Linked DNA regions of Mus musculus: region 1 is linked to region 2. The links are chromatin contacts, called in public HiChIP or PLAC-seq maps. All regions are on one chromosome and are shown on one strand. The core of a region is the stretch at or near the end of the contact, and the rest is flanking DNA. Distances in the headings are between cores, read along the strand shown. Region 1 holds the start of Gpam (glycerol-3-phosphate acyltransferase, mitochondrial). Region 2 overlaps Rbm20 (RNA binding motif protein 20).

What was found. HiChIP or PLAC-seq counts read pairs in DNA pulled down with a chosen protein or histone mark.
Region 1: a contact with region 2 is called in an H3K27ac HiChIP or PLAC-seq map of extraembryonic endoderm stem cells, with 7 times the contacts expected there. The contact joins the promoter of Gpam here to the enhancer-like site in region 2. A contact is called at or near these places in 3 of 39 promoter capture datasets (cranial neural crest, pre-B cells and second pharyngeal arch cranial neural crest), 8 of 115 datasets of contacts at active chromatin or transcription factors (embryonic forebrain, embryonic stem cells, extraembryonic endoderm stem cells and 4 more) and 1 of 9 other capture datasets (embryonic stem cells).

The regions. Positions count from the first base shown.
Region 1 is chr19:55,095,292-55,101,623 of GRCm38.p6, reverse strand. Gpam (glycerol-3-phosphate acyltransferase, mitochondrial) reads left to right here and starts at 2,147. Exons shown (of 21, transcript NM_008149.4): 1 at 2,147-2,295; 2 at 3,997-4,127; 3 at 5,381-5,503. The coding sequence starts at 4,026. Gm31356 (a long non-coding RNA gene) reads right to left here and starts at 2,081. Exons shown (of 3, transcript XR_001782666.2): 1 at 1,992-2,081.
Region 2 is chr19:53,825,940-53,832,446 of GRCm38.p6, reverse strand. The region is part of intron 5 of Rbm20 (RNA binding motif protein 20); the gene reads right to left. Among named protein-coding and RNA genes, the nearest start is that of Gm16299, 4.0 kb to the right of the region's middle. Within about 2 kb of position 1,801, at least 137 of the 459 cell types and tissues checked have an H3K27ac peak or open chromatin away from gene starts, as enhancers often do. A contact at or near this core is called in extraembryonic endoderm stem cells and pancreatic cancer cells, where this site is marked.

The DNA of each region.
Region 1 (6,332 bases), core at 898-3,397, 1.3 Mb before region 2:
TGCATGCCTGCCTACAATCTCAATTTGAAACACTGAGAATCTCACTTTGTGAGGAACAGGATATTTTAAATTTTGTTCCCTGTAAGCATCCTCATGCTTTATTCTTGGGTACTTTGGTGGTCTTTTGTTTGTATGCTTGTTTTTGAAATTGTCCAAGGGGTAGGGGTGGCACTGGGTTTTTAGGGTTGTTAAATATGACCATAATATGACTTTATTGTAGGGCTATTTTTGCTCTGCTACTGAGGTGAGATCATTTATGTCATAAATAATGAGGTTTCTAGAGTCTTTGAAGATCAGGCATTTTAAGCATCCTTTATGACCACCGAGAATCTTTTAGCTATGACTTGTAGATCCAAGAGCAGTCCCCATATTGTGCTAGCCACAGTGAGTGTTCTTCTTCACTTCATGTTTATGTGTTCTTCTTCCCTGAACCTGTGTCTGCAGGTCTCCATGGCTTCTTTTGCCACATAGCTTTCTCCTCTCTGGTACTCTGATGTTGCTCCTGCTTTGACACCCATAGTCTCTCAATTCTATCTCCTCATTTCAGTCTACCTAAACCTGGCTGAATTCCTTCTTTCTGTACTGAAGCCTGATAACTCTCTCTAGGTGATAAGCCAAAGCAAGTACAGGGTTCAGCTCATTGTGTGCCTCCCCTTGGACTGTCGACCTAAGGTACAGAATGTCTGATTCTTGAATGTCACTGTTTTATACTGCCTGTTTGGTTTTTCTTGTATTAAATAAGACAGCAAATTCTCCCCTGTTGCTCCATCTTGACTGGCTAGACTGGTTACTATAAATCACTCTGCTGATAAAATAAATTGCTTAGGGTGCCACCTGTTTCCAAAACAATTTTCATTATGTAACCAGAACTTAGCACGGCAAACCCACATTCACATGCACAGCCACTCTTGTGCAAGAAGAGTCACTATGACTGAGTTTTATGTAAGACACACTTTCCATATGGCTTACATTTTAGAATTTCTTTGTCAGTCTAATTCATTTCTCTTATCTTCTTTATCAATCTAAAGTTTTTCTTCATGCTTTCCTTCCATGCCTGTTTTGTTGTTAGGGCCCCTGTATCCTGTGCACAAAATTTCACAATGTTTTGGGATAAGAAATTACTCTTTGTAGCCAATATACACTCCTTGAGAGCCTTAGTGAAGTATGTTTGTTTTTTTTTTTTGCTAAGGTACATGTGAGGCTAAATCAAGGCAGGGTCCTTGATGAATGGCCACTTCTACTCTCTGGGGTTGTTTCCCAGAAGAGAATATTTGCTTTGTAGGATGGGTTTATAAAGAGAAGTGGAAAGTTCAAGCTAAGGAAATCTAGTTTTTCTTGTTGTGCCTCAGCTCCCAGTATTTACTGGGTGCTTATTATAACATATTAATTAGGACCCTGATGTAAGGCACTGTCGCTGCCATGGGTTTGCAGTCTGACACCGATGGATGAGGACCTGAGACATGGTGCTCTGGTTAATCTTTGAGATGTCGCAGGAGGCTGTGATAATGGAGGAATGGGGTGGAAGGGAAGGCTTGGAGAAGCAGTTCTGGGACTACAGAGTGCTGGGATGAGAGGCAGAAGCACAACAGGAGAGGGACAGCATCTCCGGGCCACAGCAGGGACAACTGCTGGGGACAGAGGGAGAGGAGCGGCCTCTCTGTTTATGTCTGATGTGCTGGGCCCAGGCATTTGGGTTCTAGGGAGCTATGGGCATGTTTTTAGTTATCTTTCAAGCCTTCCTTTGTCTATTCTACATTTTTTTCGCCGTTGCGGGCTCGGTCACTCAGACATTTCACAACGTTGCACTCTGCAGTCCTTGCCTCTTCATTCTTCACAAATTGAGCTTGGTCTCACATACAAAAAGGCAAGATCACGCACAAGTACCTAAACCCACGCAGCCCGAATGCATTCCGCCACAGGACAGGGCCTGGTGCTAGCCTAGGCTAGCTGAGGTCACGCAAGGGAGATGGCAGACAGACAGACAGACCCACCGGCCGATGCACGAAGCATGCAGCTTGGGCAGTGTAGACATCAGGCTCACTCCCCATGCTCTCCGTCCCCACCGTCCCCTTCCTCCAAGCGCCTTACGCTAAGCCTGGCGGCCGGCAGCCCCGACGTCACTGCCGCGCGCCGCCCGCGTCATCGCGGCGCGCCGCTGCAGCAGGCGCAGAGCCGAAGCGCTGGCAGCTGCGTGCGCCCAGGCGCGAGCTGCCGGGCGGGTGGAGAGGAGCGCGGTGCGCTGTGCGCGGTGCGGGCTGCGGCTGCAGACGCCGCTGGGCCGGAGCGCGGGGTCAGGTGCGTGGGTGGGCGCCGCTCTCCCTGGGCCCGCCCGAGGCTTTGCAAGAGTCCGGGGCGGACACCCGGGTTCCCCCTGGAGTGGGCCGGGCTCCCGGATGGGTGGGCACGGTATCGCTCCAGGGACCGGGCTGCAGTGACAGCACCAGCAGGGCTGACATCCCAGCACGCTCCGTCCCGGGGGGCCGGGAGGGAAACCGAGGCAGCGGGGGACTCCGCGAGCAGCTGGCTCCAGGGACCGCCCGCTGACAGCAGCCCCGCGTACCCCACAGTGTCCCGGGCGTGCTATGGAGACCCCTGCCCTCCCTGCAGCCGGACACAGCTGTCGGGTGGCATGCTGCCCATTTTCCAGATGGGAGAAGCAAGGCGTAGTAGTTAACCAACTTGTCCAAATTCACATGCGTGGTGTGCAGACGGGGCCTTGAACTCCAGAGGGGCCCCCTTGCCCCTGCCTGTGGCCCACTGTCAGATTTTGTTTTCTTCCCTGCTCAGCACTGCTGTTTAGAGCCTCTGGGATTCTTTTCTTTTATTCTCCTCCCCTCTCCTGTAAAAAAATCTGGCTTGACCTCAAGTAAACCCTGTGGGGCTGGAGGAGCAAGGCTTGGACGTCTGTTGGCACAAGCCTCCCTTTCCTCCTCCGATCGCCTCATTTCTTTTCTCAGGCTGCAGTGTGCTCCCCCACTCCCGGCCCCCCTCCGTTGTGTGGCCATTCAGAACCGGAAGTTGGTAGGGGGAGGGGGCGTCGAATCTTTATAATAAAGAACTTTTCCCACCAGATGGGGTGCTTTACTGATCTCTGGTGTCAGCTGATTGCTTATGCTGAACGGCTAAGGGCAGATGTTGTTTTGAGGCTAAACAGTTATCGGAGCAAATCCACGTGGGGATTGTAAAGAGTCCAGGTGTTCCTCTTAGAGAACAGTGTTCTCTCACTGAAGGTGGATTTTGATTTTAAGAGAAGAATCTAATGCTGGGGGGCAGGGGGAAGCCAGCAGCTAAAATAATTAAATAAAGATGATATAAGGTTTTTAAAAATTAAAAAAAGCTGCATTCATACATATAAAATGTCTTACCAAGTAAGCTTACGCTGGGGCTGGAGATGTGGCGCAGTGGTTAACAGTCCCGCTGATCTTTCAGAGGATCAGAGTTTGGTCCCAGCACTTGCATCAGGTAGCTCACGACCTAGCTCCAGGGATCTGATGTGCAGTATTGGCCTCCTCCAGCACTCATATGTATATGCCTATACATGCACACACATCCATAAATAAATAATAAAAAAGTTTTTGTCTCTATCCTCCCAGGGATACTCAGTTATTAACAAAAGTGAAATAATTATTCGTTGCAAGCCAGTATTATTACAAGTGCCTTATTTTGAAGTTGTCTTCCTTTTTTTTACAAGTGACTTCTCATGACAGTTTTGCCCAGGAATCTGAAGGCTACAGCTGCTGTATCCTTGTATGTTCGGAAAATACTGGTCTGTGAATGTTGACCTTTGAGGTCAGGGCAGTTTAGCAGACATGTAAACAGATCGGGCCAGATGAGCACTCTACCACCAAGCTATAGCTTTTTGCTGCTACTCACTACACTAGCAATCTGTCAGTTCATGTAATATCTTGTTACTAAGCAGAACTGTGAGGAGATGAGCAGTTTGAGGCCCGGGGTTACTCTCTGGATACTTCCTTGAGTAGTGCTTATTTCTTACAGCACATGGTTTGGGACTTGCACGTTCTGCCATGGAGGAGTCTTCAGTGACAGTTGGCACAATAGACGTTTCTTATCTGCCCAGTTCATCGGAATACAGCCTTGGCCGATGTAAACACACCAGTGAGGACTGGGTAAGTTGACGAGAAGCCTTCATCACAGCCCACTTAAAATGTTTGCAGTGATATCAAGTAGAGATTAATCATCAAAGAAACTGCTTCCGACTCTTAGAAATGGTGTTTTTACAATCTAAGATTTAAAATTTTTGGTAGTATTAACTGGGAAGAAAAAAAAATGGGTGGAAAATTTCAGAGCAGTAATTGTATTTAAAAAATAAAACTTCTTGTATGGAGGCAAAATAGTAACCATTGTTTTGTGTAGTGTGCTTAAACATTTTTTTTTTCCTTTTAGTATCTACCACACAACTTATATTTAGTAAGCCTGAGTTTTATAATGGAAATTAACTCTAAAACATAAAAAACAGGAAACTTGTTTATTAAACTAATTGAAAAGCATGCATTTTCTTGTGGTGGTACTAATTCAGCATTACATGGAGTGTTTAAAATACCTCAACAAAAATTGATATTAATTGGTTGTTTTTAAGAACATTGTATCCGTGGGATCTGAAAAACAATGAACAGAAAGTTAAAGAATAATCTGAAGGACAGGACTTGACTCTGGTCAGGTGATGTGGCTGTGATTCAAATTCTAGGCTTTAAATGCTCCTGGTAACAGAATGTCATTAAACATACTTTGTTTTTCTTCTAAACTGTTGTAAGAACACCTGCTCACTGTGTCAAGCCTGCGTGGTTTTCCCGTGGGAGTATGGGAGTAGTGTGTGCTTTGGAAGGGCATAAGGTTGACTGAGCACAGGGGTTTGGAGTGTGACTTCTTCATCCCACTGTCAGAAGTCCCTCTGGCCCCGGGGGTTACTCTTCTATCTCTGCTTCTATGAGGTTCACATTTTCAGCTTGTTCTTGTAAGAAAGGCAGTAGTTGGCTTTTGTGTGTTGGGTTATTGTTAACATAACTAGCTCTTAGCTTCTTTGGTTTTTATTCCTTTTTGTGGCTAAATAATAATTCACTGGGTAATATGGATGCCCGATTTTTCTATCCATTCATATTGTGGTGAGCATCATAACTCTGTTGATTAAACCTGTGAATGCTGCATCGAGCACATTTTAGAAAATCAACTTTTTCTTCTGTACCAAAGTTTTATCCAAGTGGTGATGGTGAAACAAGATACCTTACATGAAAAACACTCACGGCACGCGTAGTTACACTGCTGACAATGAGAACAGCGTCATTTTCTCTTCTATTTGAAATAGACCAGGAGGATCAAAACAGTGTTTGCCATTTAGACACAATTTCTGCTTTATGTTTGCTAGGTTGACTGTGGGTTCAAACCTACCTTCTTCAGATCTGCAACACTGAAATGGAAGGAGAGCCTTATGAGCCGGAAGAGGCCCTTCGTGGGAAGGTGCTGCTATTCCTGCACGCCACAGAGCTGGGTAAGGACCACCATGCTTTGCTGTTGCAGAGGGTTTTCAGTTTTGTGGGTTTTGTCTTTGGTCTTAATAGACTTGACTCCTTTAGAACCGAGACCCCTGTTTATAAGCCAAACATTTCGGGTAAAGAAATGGACTTAATTTCTATTGCTGTTCATTTATTAAATGTTATTGGACCTCAGTTAGGGGAGAGTCAGTTTTTCTTTGAGTTCATAGTGTTGATGGAGTGCTCAGTACCTGCTGGGTTCTGACTTTTGGCCCCCAAGAGTACCCTTGGTTTTGTTCTTTTGTTGAGAAATAAGCGTGTCACACCACCTTCTGCGTTCTTTGAGAAGAGCCAACTGGGTGAAAGGTGAGCTGCTGATGGCATTTGGTGGCGGGGTGAGTTAGCAGAGAGGATTTCCTTCCCGACTGCTCTAAGGTGAGAGTTATGTTTTAAAGGGATGTGTTAGATGTTGAGCTCTTCCTGAGATGGATCAAATACTTAGGACCCAGAAACCGCCTTTTACAGAGGTTGTTTATAACTTGTGTGAACGGCGGCTAACTGTGCTGGTAAATTCTCCCCTTGAGCTGACTTGGCAGGAGGTTCAGTTCTGAGTCTGGCATAAAGGTATTTGTTAACATTAGCAAGCTTTAGCAGAGCCTGAACAGTTCTTACCCATTGTCCAGGTCTGCTAAAGAATGGCTTGTTAGAGATGCTGCCTTTAAACTCTAAGGGCTGTAATGCAAGAATTCATTACAACTGAAGGGGCTTGAGAATTGCCAGTCCAGGGGTGAGGCCATTTTGATTTAGAGGGTAGGAGAAACAAAGATTTAAATAGAAGGTCATGTG
Region 2 (6,507 bases), core at 552-3,051:
CAACAAGTAGTAATATTCAGGGCTGGGGAAAATCTAAGAAATTATGTATATCCATACACAGCTAGTGGGAGTTGTGTGTTGACACCCTTTGAAAATGTTTTCTCAATATTAAAAAATAAATAAATACATATAGGTTCTGATCCCGGGAGCCTGCTTTTGGAAGACTGCCTAATAAAAATAAACACCTAAGTAAATTTAAAGGTATACCGGTGACATGATATTTACTAAATAATTTATAGGGTGGCAAAATGTTCTGGAAACAGCCTGCATGTCCAACAATTGGGGAGCACCTAGGTAAATGATGGTGCGAGTGTATAGTGGAAAACTTCACAGGCATTAGAAGGAAGCCAGTGTGTTGGTATGGATTTTTTTAAAAGACAAATTGTCAGGTGAAAAACAGGTCACCAGTTATCATACATACTATAATGTTGGTTTTTTTGGAAGGCAAAATTATATGGAAATAAGAGAAAACAAGTACTGTACATTTTTTGTTACTTATTAGCAGTGAGTGATAGGAACATAAGAGTTTTTTTGTTAATTATTAGCGGTGACTGATGGGAACAGAAGAGTAAAGTGGCCTCACTTCTACAACGTTAAATGTTTGGATTCTGTGGTTGGTTTGCAGTGAAATTTTTAAAAGATTATCAACAAGGACAGAAATGTGCAGAGCAGGTATCAACCTGTCAAGGCTGAACAGAGCAGGACAGGGAGGAAGGGCAGACATGCTGGACCTGTTAGAGATACTCCTTATATTGTTAGACTTACATTTTTTTAAAAAAATCAATTAAATGAAGAAAATATGAAAGAAAGGATTTTGGAAACTAAACATGGGTGCAGATATTCATGGCACCAACCTGTGGTTTCTGGCAATGGTTTTTCAAAACATTTTCAGCCTTGGGATCTTTTCTTCAAACAAAAACTTGCTCGGGAGCCAGATACACTCAATAAATAAAAGGGGCTGTCCTGGTCAAATTTGGGGGTTCTGAGCCCCACCAGACAGATCTGAAGGCAGATGTAAAGATCGAAGCTTGCAAGCCAGGACCTGGGTCTAACTCAAGCTGCTGGAGGAAGCCTAGCTTTGCTCAAACTTTAATCATCTGTCATCTCTCAGAGCTCAGCAATTAGGAAGCACACACCAACCCGACCCAACCTGACCCGGGAGACCTGGGAAAGCAGTCCAGTGCCACAGCCAACATTAGCACTTATCACTTTCTACTACAAAGTGAATTTCAGCATCTAATTATGGCCTGAGTCCTGCTGAGGTAACAGAAAGAGAATGTTTCAGGTCTCATCCCTAACAAGAGCTGGCACTTAGGAGTACTACCAAGAAAAGCCCTCATTTGTCTCCTCTGGGCTGAGGACAATTAGAGTCAATTATCATTTCCTTTTATGGTTCCACCTGGAATTAGAGCAGCTTCAGGGGCCGCATCTCCACTCCTCCCTCCAACAGCATCCAGAAGTCAAGCACTTTTGCAAAGGAGAACACTGATTCCTTGGCACAGAGGCACACAGACTTTCCCTACCCCAGCCCCCAGCCCCACCCAAGTGCAAGGACTCTCCACAACCTAGGAGAGTCTGAGCCAGGGCTCAAAGACTGAGCCTCTCTGTAGTGAGGGCCAATGAAAGGCCGGGATCCTCCCTCCCACTGCGGTGATCTGAGTAAAGATGGGACTGTGGAAAGCAGCCGGTTCCCTGAGTTTATTACAAGGAAGGTTGAGCCTGGGAACTCTGCCTGGTCAGCTCTAGCGCTGCACATTTCTGCCCCATGTGACATTGTTGCAGATAGCCTCAGTAACGTGTGCTTGGACTGCACTGTAGCCAGACATGCAGGGTGGCTCTGAGCAATCCCTCTCCCAGCCTGTCCAGTTGCCTAGTGACCAGGCACGACAAACAGCTTCCCTTGCATTGTGTTCACTGGCCTGAAACGATGATTTAAGAGCCTTATCTGAACCCAGCAGAATAAACAGAACACCTCCTCCTCCAGGAACAACCCCCCAAACTGCCTGTCACCTAAGACCTATTCATGGTACAGACTTTCACATCCACAGCCCTGAAATAAATTCATCGTAAGTGCTCACATTTTAAAGATTCAATCCTCGAACTCCTTACCTAACTCTAGTCAGAAATAGAAATGGATTTTTATTGACTCTTTCGGTGCTATGAGAGATTAATGTTCCTCTAGTTAATCATCTCAATTTGAACTTTCCAACCAGTGAGCCACACACAGGGTTTAGATGTCCCACGATACTGCCTTTTCCAGCCTGGAGGCTGTAGACCTCTAACGGCTGACCTCTCAGTCCATCATTTTCTAAGTGAGCCATGAGATAAAACCTTGAGAAGCGCTGTATTCATGGTTTGTTCAGGGTTGCCTCATTTCAGAGTGTGTGGTAAATCCTATACAGTCAAGTATATAATCCTAGACAGAAAGACAAAATGTTTTTCCATAAATTAAATTCTTTTGCTGATTACTTCTTTAGAAAACTCCAGCTTACATTCTTTACTATCTCTTTCGTAGATATGACATACAATTTAGACTCAAGCCATGTTTGACTCATTAAAAAAAAAAAAAGTGAAGTATTCAGTATTACTGCTCTGTACTTGAAACAACTTAAATAAACATGGCCCTATTCCCTATCAAAAGTCTTAAGGAGAAGAGAGAGGGATGGCCAGAGGGAGGGGCGAGGAGAGAGAGGGATGGCCAGAGGGAGGGGCGAGGTCCCTGAGTAGTAGAATCAAGTTTGATCTCCAAGGGCCCTGGCCACTGCCAAGTGCTTTTGATCAAGCAATAGGATGCTATATGGCAATGCCCAGAGTGGGTTTGCTAATTAGCCCTAAATGGCCTTTGGAGTTAATGATAGAGTAGACCTTCCCATATCTGCAGGCCCTCAATGAATTCTCCAAACCACAAATAATACCAAATCCTGTGTGGACCGGTTCTTCCTTCACATACAAACCTATGATCAAGCTCAATTTATAAGGTGGACATAATAAAGGATTAACAATAATTACTTATAAACCAGAACAAGCATAACAATACATCATAGTAAAAGCTACTTAAAAGTTAAGAATATCACTATTGCTCTGCAGTACGGCTTGAGGTCAGGGATGCTGATTCCCCCAGCTGTTCTTTTATTGTTAAGAACGGTTTTCGCGGCTCTGGGTTTTTTGCCTTTCTAGATGAATTTGAGAATTGGTCTTTCCATGTCTTTGAAGAATGGTGTTGGGAATTTGATGGGGATTGTGTTGACTCTGTAGAGTGCCTTTGGTAGGACGGCCATTTGTGCTATGTTAATCCTGTCAATCCACAAGCATGGGCGATCTCTCCATCTTCTGAGGTCTTCCTCCGTTTCTTTCTCGGGAGACTTGAAGTTCTTGTCATGCAGGTCTTTCACTTGTTTGGTTAGAGTTACCCCAAGATATTTTATATTATCTGTGGCTATTGTGAAGGGAGGTATTTCCCTAATTTCTTTCTCAGCCTGCTTATTATTTGTATAAAGGAAGGCTACTGGTTTATTTGAGTTAATTTTATAACCAGCCACTTTGCTGAAGTTGTTTATCAGCTGTAGAAGTTCTCTGGTAGAATTTTTGGGATCACTTATGCATACTATCATATATCATCTGCACATAGTGATACCTTGACCTCTTCTTTGCCAATTTGTATCCCCGTGGTCTCTTTTTGTTGTCTTATTGTTCTAGCTAGAACTTTGAGTGTTATATTGAATAGATATGGGGAGAGTGGGCATTTTTGTCTTTCCCCTTTGGTAGGATTGCTTCAAGTATCTCCCCATTTAATTTGATATTAGCTGTTGGTTTGCAGTAAATTGCTTTTATTATGTTTGGGTATGGGCCTTTAATTTCTGATCTCTCCAATAAAAACTGCATGGTATTGATACAGAGACAGAAGTCTTGATCAATGGAACAGAAATAAAACCACATACTTACGTACACTTGATCTTTGACAAAGAAGCCAAAGATACACAATGGAAAAAAAAAAGCATCTTCAATAAATGGTGCTGGTCTAGCTGGCAGCCTGTATGTAGGAGAATGAAAATAGATCCATATTTTGTCACCTGCACAAAACTCAAGTCCAAGTGGATCGAGGACCTCAACATAAAATCAGATACACTGAATCTAATAGAAGAGAAAGTGGGAAAGAGCCTGGAATTCATTGGCACAGGGGGAAATTTCCTAAATAGAACTCCAATGGCTCATGATCTAAGATCAAGAATTGATAAATGGGACCTTGTGAAACTGGAAAGCTTCTGTAAGGCAAAGGACATCGTTGTTAAGACAAATCGGCAACCTACACACTGGGAAAAAAAACACTAACTCCACATCTGATAGAGGGCTAATAGCCAAAATATATAAAGAACTCAAGAAGCTAACCACCAAAATACCAAACAACCCAATCAAAAAATGGGGTATAGAACTAAACAGAGTTCACAACAGAGGAATCTTGAAAGGCTGAGAAGCACTTAAAGAAATGTTCAAAGTCCTTAGTGATCAGAGAAATGCAAACCAAAATGACCCTGAGATTCCACCTTACACCAATCAGAATGGCTAAGATCAAAACCTCAGGTGACAGCACATGTTGGAGAGGATGTGGAGAAAGAGGAACACTCCTCCATTGCTGGTGGGATTGCAAACTGGTAAAACCACTCTGGAAATCAATCTGGAGATTCCTCAGAAAATTGGAAATAGTCCTACCTGAAGACCCAGCTATACCACTCTTGGTAATATACCCAAAAGATGCCCCACCATCCCACAGGGGCACGTGTTCCACTATGTTTGTGATAGCTGGAAACAACCAAGATGTCCCACAACAGAAGAATGGATACAGAAAATGTGGTTCATTTACACAATGGAATACTAGTCAGCTATTAAGAACAAGGACATCCTGAATTTTGCAGGCAAATGGATGGAACTAAAAAAATATCATTCTGAGTGAGGTAACTCAGACGCAAAGGATATGCATGGCATGTACTCACTAATAAGTGGATATTACAAAAAAAAAAAAGTACAGAATACCCAGGATATAATCCACAGAACTCAAAAAGTTTAACAAGCCAAGTAAGGATGCTTCAATCCCACTTGGGAGGGAGAATAAAGCAATCATAGGAGGTGGGGGAGGGAGGATCCTGGGTGGGAAAGGGAAGTGGGGAAGAGGGAAACATGATCAGGTATTGGGTGGGGGGGGGAAGGACTGAAGCCCTGAGGGTCAGCAGAAAGAATGGAAACAGGCAACCTTGGGAGGTAGAAGGTGGGAGAGGTGACCCTCCAGAATGTACCAGAGTCCTGGGAGGTGAGAGACTCTCAGGACTCAAAGAGAGGGACCTTGGATGAAATGCCCTACAGTGGGAAGAACTTGTAGAGTCCAACTCCAATAGAAACACAGGACATCAAGTGAAGGGATGTGGTTGCCATCCCACAGTCAAAAACTCTGACCCATAATTGTTGTCTAAAAGAACTACAGGAACAAAAATGGAGAAGACCCTGAGGAAAGGAGGTCTGGTGACAGACTCAACTTGGGATCTAGCTCAAAGGGAGGCTCCAAGGCCTGACACTATTACTGATGCTATGGTGTGCTTACAAACAGGGGCCCATCATGTCTGCCCTCTGAGAGTCCCAACAAGTAGCTGAAAGAGTCAGATGCAGATATTTGCACCCAACCAATGGACTTCTATAATGTTTTGCCATGTTCTTTTAATTGGCCTTGTTGTCACTGGGGAAGGGTCTTTTAGTGCTTTTACATTCAGTAAAATTGGAATTTGAAGACCAGACAACTCAAATCCCATCTACTGACCCATCCTCAGGATGCTGTCTCTCTGGAACTACACTTGATTTCACATGCTGAACCAACCCAAGTTCAGCCAGAGGTGTGAAGTCACCAGATATGAACACCTATGCAGTGTTTCGAGAAAGTACTTCTAAAGGGACCTGGCCGCAAATAACCGGGTGTTGATTAAACAATCTTTCTGAAGCAACTGTTTTTGTCTTGATGTTGAGTGATGGGATTTTCCTATCAAAGCCATATCTCCAAATTCTGAAAAGCAAAAGTTTAATTAGCATAGTGCTTTATTCAAAATAATCTCACAGAGGAGAAGACACTGAGACAATGGGGGAGACAGGGGACCATTTTACAGGATCAAAGCAGGAAGGGCTCTGGGGAGTCCAGGTGATTTAAGGAGTGTCTGTCAGAGAGGGTTCCATGAATAGGATTGTGTAGCCATTGCTTGGCCTGTCTGCATATGACTGACTGCTCAGTGAACAAGAGTGTACTGGGGCCATGATGAAAAATCCTCTTTGCTGGATGTTTAAAGCCCTTCCACTCTTTCTTGACAAGGCTACTTGGTAACTAAGAACAAGAATGCTTGTGGCTCTTCTGCGTTCTCCCCACGACCACTGGTATCTGTCGCGGAAGATTCTGTAAATATCTGCTGACCTATGAACCTATGAGAAAAGAGGAATATGCACCGAAAAGAAGAAACCATGGTAGAGTAAAATGGT